Regions from separate parts of the Arachis hypogaea genome. Here region 1 is linked to region 2. Evidence: chromatin contacts called from public Hi-C data. All regions are on one chromosome and are shown on one strand. Each heading gives the region's core, a stretch centred on a gene start, on an enhancer-like site or on the middle of the called end of the contact. The rest is flanking DNA. Distances are from core to core; before and after follow the strand shown. Region 1 holds the start of LOC112749620 (probable pectinesterase 68). Region 2 has its middle 16 kb from the start of LOC112747981.

What was found. Hi-C and Micro-C count contacts between places; a contact is called where the count stands out from the background.
Region 1: a Hi-C map of an unstated tissue shows a contact between it and region 2, with 4 times the contacts expected there. The contact joins the promoter of LOC112749620 here to the enhancer-like site in region 2. A contact is called at or near these places in 4 of 8 Hi-C or Micro-C datasets (leaf and an unstated tissue).

What each region holds. Positions count from the first base shown.
Region 1 is chr15:15,332,317-15,337,356 of arahy.Tifrunner.gnm2.J5K5, reverse strand. It overlaps LOC112749620 (probable pectinesterase 68), which reads right to left and starts at 2,960. Exons shown (of 5, transcript XM_025797917.3): 1 at 2,374-2,960; 2 at 2,042-2,231; 3 at 1,675-1,881; 4 at 260-498. The coding sequence starts at 2,681.
Region 2 is chr15:15,286,928-15,292,303 of arahy.Tifrunner.gnm2.J5K5, reverse strand. No RefSeq gene overlaps it. Among protein-coding and RNA genes, the nearest start is that of LOC112747981, 16 kb to the left of the region's middle. Within about 2 kb of position 2,958, at least 3 of the 3 cell types and tissues checked have open chromatin away from gene starts, as enhancers often do.

The DNA.
Region 1 (5,040 bases), core at 1,711-4,210, 45 kb before region 2:
AATCATCTGACTTGGGTTAACAAGTTTGAAAAGTTTTCAAGTATATCATTATACCGTTATTTTAACGAAATTTAACTATTGATTTTAATTATATATATTATATATATTTTTATAATTAATATTAATGATTAAAAATTACTGAAATAGCAGTACTGATACACTTAAAAGTTTTCCAATAAGTTTAATATTATCAATATGTTCTTAACTAGCGATGAATTTATGAATAGAGTTTTGTTATGGGCAAATTTAGGAGGCTTACTTGTTCTTATTGTTGGCATGGTCCCAATCATCCCAGCCGCCATGAGCAACAATGTCATCGAAGTAAGTGTAAGAGTAGACAATTCTGGAGTACTGGCCCATGGCTCTGCCCACATAGAGCGGGCCTGTGCCCGTCACCCTGCATCTCACGAATGCAAAGCCCGTCTTCTCCTCTGCCTCTTTCCTATCATGGGCTGCTATGGAACCAAATCTCGTTGCTATTGAGTGTAGCTGGCAATCCTGAGTAACCACTCAAAAGTCATAAGTCATAATCAAATAAATCAATAATAATATATTCTCAACCTACCAATCAATTTTCAACTATATATATGAACTTTATCCAAAGCAATCTTGAGTAGGACATACCAGGATGCATACATACGTACATACATACATATTGCATTATTAGTCTCCACGTAAATATCAGCATTTTCAGTTATGATTCTCTTTTACATATAAACACACGCCACTAAGGACATGGATGTAGGGTCTGATTAAAATTCTTTTACTTGAAAGAAACAAAAAGAAAAAGAGGTATAGGTATATGCATATATAATGTAATTTTATGAATGCTTTATAACTTAAATAATTATGTCCTATTAAGAAGCCGTTAATTAGTGCTTTTGAATGCTGTGTGTATGTCTCATTATATAATGTAATTTTATGTTCCACTATGCATGTCAGCATGTGCATATAATATAGCGTGTGCTTCTTTTGATTCTCTCTTAAGCTGACACAAATTAAAGGTGCAGTGTGACAAAAAGAAAAAAGCTCGTTTCCTTTTTCATGTATTCAGTACCACTAATTCCCTACCCTCTCTATCTTTGTCTTTGTCTCTCACCTAATCCAACGTCATGATATAAAATTTGTCAATTATAACACATTTATATTAAAATCAATCACTAAAATCAGTTATTAATATAAAATACGTTTAATTTTTTACATATTCATATACCATTAGTGTAATACTCAATCATTAAATTTTATGGTGTTTTTTAAAATTGTGAGAACAGTATAATACGCCCCCTTGTATTAACAATACAAGGAGGGCCTATTATCAATACAACGAGGCGTATTATACTGTTCTCACAATTTTAAAAAACACCATAGAATCCAATAATTGAGTATTATATCAAGAATTTTTCAATATACAAAAAATTAACCTATAAAATATATATTAAAAATAAATTAAATTATATATATTTATATACAAATATATTGATTTCTAAAATTAATAACTAATTTTAATGTATAAATAATATTTTTAAAAATTTACTACATATTTTTTAGCATATATTACGGTGCCTTTGGATAGTCCTGTGTTGCCTCCCAAAAGAGAAGTACCCTTTCCACGAAAAATCAATTATACCATTAGAGTTTGATTAAAAACTAAATATTAATTTAGTTACTAATTACCTTGTACATGGATCTGCCATTCCCAAATATGAAATCAATTGAACCCTCGATATAGCAGTCCTTGAAGTAATGCCTGCCAGCGTCGTCGCAAAGAGTGTCTTGTGCTCCGTAGAATCCACAGCCTGAGAAGTATGCTTTGTCACCGGATATTCGAAACGCCGCCGCTTGCCAGCCATGCATCCCCGGCATTGGTGCTGGCGCTGTGTTCTGTCAAAAAGATAGTTATTCACGTGAAAACAAGTATAACTCCCTATTACCCCTAGTTTCTGAAATTTCAAAATTAAAAAAATTTAGTGAAACATGTTAATTTGTCTAACAATTTTAAATAATAAAGACATGATAAGAGTAGCCAATGAGTTGTGTATACCTTGAAGCTGATATTGCGAGCAGAGAAATAGTTGGCGAAAACAGTGACAGAAGCAGTTCTGTAAGTACGCAGTTGCTGTCCGTTGGGACCAGGGTCGCTGGCCCTATCATGCCATTCTATCACCGTCACTTCTTTTCCCGCTCCCTCAAACGTTATGTACGGCTTCGTCACGGGCACAACAACCTTCTCTCTGCACCCAACAACCTCCCGATATCAACCACATTATTCTTTTATTAGTTTATTTTCTTCATACCAAATTAAAAAATAAATGTAGTATGTTTAATGGCATTGTTTTCTACGAGCAATGAAGAACTTAATTGATATGTGTATACATGTAGGATCCCGGGCTGATTTGGATCAGTACGTTCATTCTATTGTTGTCTGGAACGGCATTCACCGCAGCTTGCACCGACCGGAACTGTCCACCGCCGTTGACGTCAACGGTGATTACGCGCTGACCTGTTGGTCCCACCCAAGTGTGGTTCCGACGATGATTGGAGGAGGACTTGGTAGAAGAAGAAGAAGACAATGTTCTAAGGGTGCTACGGTGATGGTAGGGTTCTGCACATGTCACCTTTGTCGCATGAATTGTGAGAGTGGTGAAACACAAAAGCAGCAGTTGCAGCGAGAGACAAGCCATTGTTGTTAATCAGATAATAGCATCTATCGAACGTGAAGAAGACTTGGAATGTTGAATAATGAGTAATAATAATAATGTAGTGTATATATATACTGTGTGATATAAAATTAAACAATAAACTAAAAATGTTGGAAGGATATATACACGGTACAGTAGAGAGTGCAATAATTATAAGTTAATGAAAGCAAGAGAAGAATTAGAAAGAAAGAAGCACTACTTTTGTGTGTGGGTTTATATATTTAGAGTGAGAGGGTAGCTAGCTAGCTATTTGGGTGCATCATGCTTGCTGTGTATATTTTTTAGAATAAATAAAAGATTCCAACGCAACGGTCATTTTTAATGTTGTAGGGGGCAACGTAGATGATAGGCTGAGCCTTTTTATGTGAAAAATGATTGGCCACTATTGCGGTGTATTTATGTGTCTAATACTATCCTTTTGGCTTTGCATTTCACAATTAGATACCATCTAAGTAAATAGTAAATGTCCGAAAAGTGTAACTCCAGATTCAACCACTGCTGATTACTGATTAATTAGTGGTGATGATATACTGATATATAATCCTCCAACACTTGCAAACTTGAATTAAACTTTATGCATTTCCTTATTGTACCCAGCATCAGGTTATTATGTACTAATTATTTTACTTCATTATCGACTTATCGTGTTCGTTTGAATTAACGGCTCCTTTAATATGCATAGCACGTGATGAGTCGTGTAAGTTTGCAACAGTATTTTGCTGCTGTTTCTTTCTTTTTCTAGTCTTTACATAGCTATAACTCAAGTCTGTTTCATTAACCATTGATATGTAATTGACGTTTAAAAGGGTCAACGGTGGGGTTGCAGTTGCGAATTTCCGTGACAGAAAATTTAAGAGAATGCGCTTTTATTAAAATTTGATAGTCACCAAAAAAATGAGCAATTTTTTATTATTAGATAAATTTTACACCATTAAAAATATTATTTATGGTTATAAATCACAAAATTTATTGTTGCTGCACTCTTCTTTGCATAAACTATGATTCAAAAGCCCGCAAGATTAGAAAAAGTATAGGTAGACAATGAAAATACTAAACAATGTGAACAATAAATATTTCAAATGTTCATTATACTAGGTGTACGGATGATTATTTTAATATTAAAATTTAGATAAATAATTTAGAGATATAATATATTTTTTATTTAATTGATAGTTGTTCATATTGTTTAAAATAGTTATTGTTTACCTAACACTTCCTGAAGCATTATTGTAACTTTCAGTTCTATTTAATCGATTTATTATTTCTCTTATAATTTAAAACTTCACAAATATTATTTATAAATCAAAACCGATTACTAAAATCAGATATTAATATATTTATATTTTAATATATATTTTATATTAATAACTAATTTTAGCAATTAATTTTAGATTTTAACATAATCATTATAATTTTTAGAATCCAAAATACACAACAAACAAAAAATGCTAGCTACGCTACTCGTTCAAGAATTTTTTACTATTTTTGTATCAATCTTATTAGATAACTAATAAAAATTTGATTAACAATAAGTTTTTTTGTTTTTTATCAAAGATAGAATACTCGAACCCACAACCTCTTAATTGAGTATGAGGAGACTATACCATTTGAACTATTACTCATTGGCTTGATTAACAATAAGTTAATAAATATTTTTAAATTATATTTTATATTATTTAATTATTATTAATTAATAATTATAATTATTTAAAATTATCTGATTAAGAATTATTTATTTATATATATATATATATATATATATATATATATATATATATATATATAGCGAAGAATGTTAGGGAGTCAGCAATTTTTGTGATTTGTAGCCATCAAATAGCCATCAATAATGATTTTAATGGTGTGAAATTTTATCCAATGACTCACTTTTTTTTACTGGTTACATGCTGATCAGAATTTAACAAAGTTGCTGGCCCTTAGACTTTTTCATATATATATATATATACATTTTGTTATGACATTTGCATCATGCGTTTGTTGATTTTGTTCTTCAAACGGTCATTTGGGAGGGAAAATAAAAGAACCGGGAGGTGGGTGGGGCCCGGGGGGCCATCTGGGCCCATTTAGGATCTTGGGTGGAGGTGATGTGATGACAATGACATTAACATGTTACGGTCCCGGGATGGATTAAATAGTAATTTTCTGTATTATGCTTTCTATTTCTCGCTGAACCTTTTTCATGAATTTGTAGTCGCACACACAGTTGGGCCCACAGTTCCATTTGTTTTCGTGTTTAGGGGGCCCACATTAATATTTTGGGACCCGAACCACGTCTTGCCCTTTTTTTATTTTTAGTGTTTTTTTAACTACAGGTATTTTCATC
Region 2 (5,376 bases), core at 1,709-4,208:
AGTCTTATTAAAAGTCAGGTTCATAAAGGAGGTAAAATATCCTTTGTAGCTAGCTAATGTAGTCCTGGTGAAAAAATAGAATGGAAAATGGAGAATGTGTGTTGATTATACCGACCTCAATAAAACTTTTTCCAATGATCCATACCCTTTTCCCACCATTGATGCCTTGATAGACTCAACTTCAGGATATAGGTACATGTCGTTTATGGATGCATACTCAGGTTACAACCAAATCTCGATGTACAAGCCGGACCAAGGAAAGACCTCTTTCATCACTTCAAAAGCTAACTATTGTTATGTAGTCATTCCTTTTGGATTGAAGAATGCCGGAGCCACATATCAACAACTAATGAACAAGGTGTTCTCACCTCACCTTGGAAAATTAATAGAAGTGTATGTGGATGGCATGCTTGTCAAGACCAAAGAAGACGCCAACCTCTTGTCCGACTTAATTGAATTATTTAACAAAATTAAGAAGCACGAGATGAGACTAACTCCCTCAAAGTGTACCTTCACAGTAGAAGTCAAAAAATTTTTAGGCTTTATGCTCACCCAAAGGGGTATTAAAGCCAACCCAGACAAATGCAAGGTAATATTGGAGATGAAAAGTCCGACCTGTCTCAAAGAAGTCCAATAATTAAATAGAAGGTTGACAGCCTTATATAGATTCTTGGCAGGATCAACTCTGAAATCTCCCCCTATTCTCAATACTTAAGAAAAGAGAGCTGATTTGAATGGACTCATGAATGTAAGCAAGCCTTTCGAGACTTCAAAAATTTCCTGAGTCAATTACCAATCCTCACCCGACCTGTTATAGGGGAAAAGCTCGTGTTGTACTTAGCAGTTACAAACAAGGCCATAGCCTCAGCCTTAGTCCGAGAAGATAAAAACGGGAAGCAACCAATATATTTCGTTAGCAAGGCCCTACAGGGGGCATAGCTAAACTATCAAAAGATAGAGAAGTTCGCATATGCCTTTGTTATCACTTCTATGAGGCTCTGACCTTATTTTCAAACTCATACTATAAAAGTCCGACTAATTAGCCTATGAAGCACATCTTACAGAAAATGGATACTACAGGCCGGATGTTACAATGGGCAATAGATGAAAGTTGGATAGCAATTAAATCTCAATATTTAGCCAACTTTGTGGCCGAGTACATTGAAGCTCATGGAAGACCTGCAGCCTGGAACTTATATGTAGACGAATCATCCAACAAAGCTGGAAGTAGAGCAGAAGTTATTCTGGAGAACGAAAAAGGAACTCGGATAGAATTTTCATTGAAATTCGAATTTCCAGCCTTCAACAATCAAGTCGAGTACGAAGCCTTACTTGCTGGCTTGAGTCTTGCCAAAGAAGTCGGGGTAGTAAATTTGATTGTGTTTAGTGATTCTCAAGTAATAATCTCTCAAGTTAATGGACTTATTAGGCTAAAGATCCCAACATGAAGAAATACTTAGAAGAAACACGGGAATAATTAGCTCAATTTTCGAAAGCAAAAATTTGACATATAGCTCGGGAATCAAATATCCGAACCGATGCCCTTTACAAGTTGGTCAGCCCCAAACCAAGGGGCAACAATAGAAGCTTGGTCCAGAAAACTCTCCACACACTATCAGTAAAAGAAGTCAACAAGTTAGGCACAATGGCCATATCCAATCTAAATTTAGGTTGAATGACTCCCATCATTGAATATCTCAAGTTTGATATCATCTCTAAATAAAAAAGGAAAACAAGAAGACTCATAAGAAAAATACAAAACTACACCTTAGTTCACAATATTCTCTATAGAAGAGGAATATCCATATCTCTACTAAAATGTGTTCCAATCTCTAAGACTAGTGAACTTCTAGAAAAACTCGGACGGCGACATCTTAACACCAATACAAGTCGGATGCTACTTCAGACGGAGTCTGAACCTCATATCTAGGCCGAAATATAACCCAGTTTCAAGTAACACTCAAAACAGGTAATAATACGTCGGATTCAAAAAAATGAATGTATGAAATCGTGCAAGAGGGCTGGCTATGAAGACCCTTTTGCTTATTGGCCATGCTCTTCTCTTGTTAAACGCCTCGGCGAACCCACCTCTTGATAGGACATGCTCGTTTAATTGCTAATACATTTACTGACAATTTTTTTTTTTTAAACGGGATTTCTTTGTTTTGTTTCTTTGTTATTCTTATTGTGTGAAGTACTGTTGTTTTGGTGTGTAGTATTCCATGGAACAAGTGGCAAAAGGCTCCGATAACTATTTTAACATGGTGGATACTATAATGAAGACTTTATAATTGTCTTTATGTGAAAATATTCTCTTTTGACTTTTGGATGATAGATTGAATGGTTAGATTTTAATATTTATAAAAGTGTTGTCTTTGTTTAAAGTGTGGCTAAATAAATAAATCACACTTTTTAACAAAACATCTTCATAAAAAGATGTTTTTGCCATCTTCATTTGAGTAGTTGCCTTTTAACATTAGGTCTGTTCATATTACAATTTGTGTAACACTTAGAATGCACTTATATTATGATGTTTTTGTTGGTTACTATTACTCTATGTTTCTTCTACAACACAACAACAAGCTCAATTTGAAAATTTGGCTTTCTGGTTAGGATTTTCAAAGGGTTAAATTGACCCTATCATAAATTTTATATGTTAGACAACTGTCATACCACCTATTAGTCAAGGTGTCACTTTTAAAATTTCAGTTAAGCACTCTATTAACGAAGATGAATGGAGGGACTAACGTGAGTTGACTTCTAAAATTTAAAAATAATTTGAATCAATTAAAATATGCAGGATCAATTTAAAAACTGACCTCAAATTTTAAGGTGATTTTAAATATTAACTCAAATTAAGCTTAGAAGCACCAACAAGCTCCCTCCTATCGAGTACAGGAGTGTTGGATTGCGATTTGCGATGAGACGAGCTTTTTTTTTTTTGGATTTTTTGTCTTGAACTTTTGTTTTTGGTTTTGTTTAAACTCTATTTATAGTATGGGCTTACACTGTGCTCATTGACCCATCATGATGGCCTCTGCTGAAAGAAGAGCCTTTCTCTTTTTATATCCGTACTTACGATTTTTGCGGCCCTTTTTGTTTTCACATCATTGTTCTAATTAAATTCTAACTAATACGATGATTTCTTTTCCGTTATCATATAAACCTATACCATATCATGTATTCTACAAATGATAACATAATATACAATAAGAAAATTATATGGTACAGATCTAAATCTGTACAAATTTAAAGATATGATTATGTGGCAAAATCTAAACCACACATCCTAAAGCTACACTTTTTATTTAAAACCGTAATTCTTTACAAAGAAAAGCGTCACCTAATGAAAAAAAAGTAAATTAGAAGATTTAAGAGAAGAAATAATTTAGTTATCAAAATTAATTGATCAAAAATTAATGATTTTAACTAATGTTAATTGTAACGACACCGAATTCTTAAAATCAATACAAAATGACTTTTCTCAAAATCTTTATTTTACTATAAATTTTATTGAAGGACTTCAAAAACCTGAAAAAATTTATTTTTCACACGGAATTTCTAAAAAATGTTACCATGGAAATGATTCTCCACATCTTTATCATACTTTTAACCCACAATTAAATTCTATAGTAGATATGCTTGAAGAAATATTAGTATCCATAAAATTTCAAAGAAATAAGGAAAAAGGGAATCCCAAAGAAGAAAAATGTCAAAATATAATCAACATAACAGATTTAAAAGTAAAACCACCATTGAAATTATGAATATTGAAGAAAAATTAGAAGTAGTTACAATGCTTTTTAAACAATTAAAAATGGCTCAAGAAAATAATATTATGGAACATGGATTTCAAATAGAAGAAGAATTAGTAAATTCTGAAAATATAGAAAATGAAGAACACATCCTAGATTATTCAAGTGACGAAGAACTAGCAATTCCAATACAAGTAAAAAATGAAGCTGGAACATCTAAGGATAATCAATCTCAATTTAAATGGGAAACAGGTTTTGATAATTATGCTTTTAAAAAAGGATTTATAAATAAAGATTCAAAATATACAAAAATACCATCAAAACACGTTCCTAAAATCCAGGAAATGGAAGGAGAAAGAATGCTTGACTTAGACTGTAAAAAGAATGAAAAAGAAATTTTCAAAAATTGGTTGAATTCCTTTTTATTAGAAGCCTTTACTAATCCAAAACTTAGTGAATTGTCTGGAAGAGATATTTGGAATTACATAGGGTTTCATACTAAAGGAACTATAAGAGATTATATGACATCAATAGAAAACCAAATAATAGAAGAATTAGCAACAAAAACAACAGCTTATGATAAGATATTATATATAATGATGATTCTATATAAAGAATATCAAGAAGCAAAAAACCATTTAGCTAATATTCAGATATATGATCTATATAATGTGGAATCTTATATATGTGAATATAGAATACATTATTATAAATTAAAAGAAGATAAAAATCATTATCTTAGTATGTATATAACAAAACTTCCATATCCTGCTAATGAATTTATAATGGAAAGATTTATAAGAGAAATAAATAGAGGGACAATTGAAAATATTTTGGTGGAGCAACCTCTGCAATAAGAGAGGAAATAAAAGAACGTTGTATGCAAGAAGCAACTCAAAAAAGATTTGTAAATATAATTAGAATTTGCTGTCAGGATAATGAAGAGATACCCTAAAAATATGGGCTTAATAAAAATTTTCAAAGAAAAAGAAAATACCAATTTAGAAAAAGAAAATACTATCCAAACTGGAGAAAAAAGAGGTATTTTAGAAAAAGAAATAACAATAAAAACAAAAGACAAAAGAGTAACTATTGCCCGAATAAAAAAGAAAATTGTAAGTGTTGGTATTGCCAAGAAGAAGGACACTATGCAAATGAATGTCCAAAAAAGAAGGATAAAAAGGATCTTACTAAACAAATAGAAATTGCTAAGTCCTGTTTCATGGAACCTTTAGAGGAATCTGATGATAACTTAGACTATATTTTTGAATATGTCTCAGAAACAGACTCAGAGACTGAGTAATAATGCCACATTTATTACTATAAAAATAACAGAAAAGTTTATAAATGCTTTTATAGATTCTGGAGCAACACAATGCTTTGCTAGTTCAAATATAAAACTTGATTGGAAAAAAATTAAAGAAACCATTAAGAGTTAGAATAGCTGACAAATCAATATATAAAATTGACCAAAAAGCAGAAATGGCTGAAATTTTTATTCAAAATTATAGGTTCATTGTTCCATCTATATATATGTTAGATTCTGGAATGGATTTTATCATAGGAAATAACTTTTTAAAGCTATATCATCCATTCATTCAAGAATTAACATATATAGTTT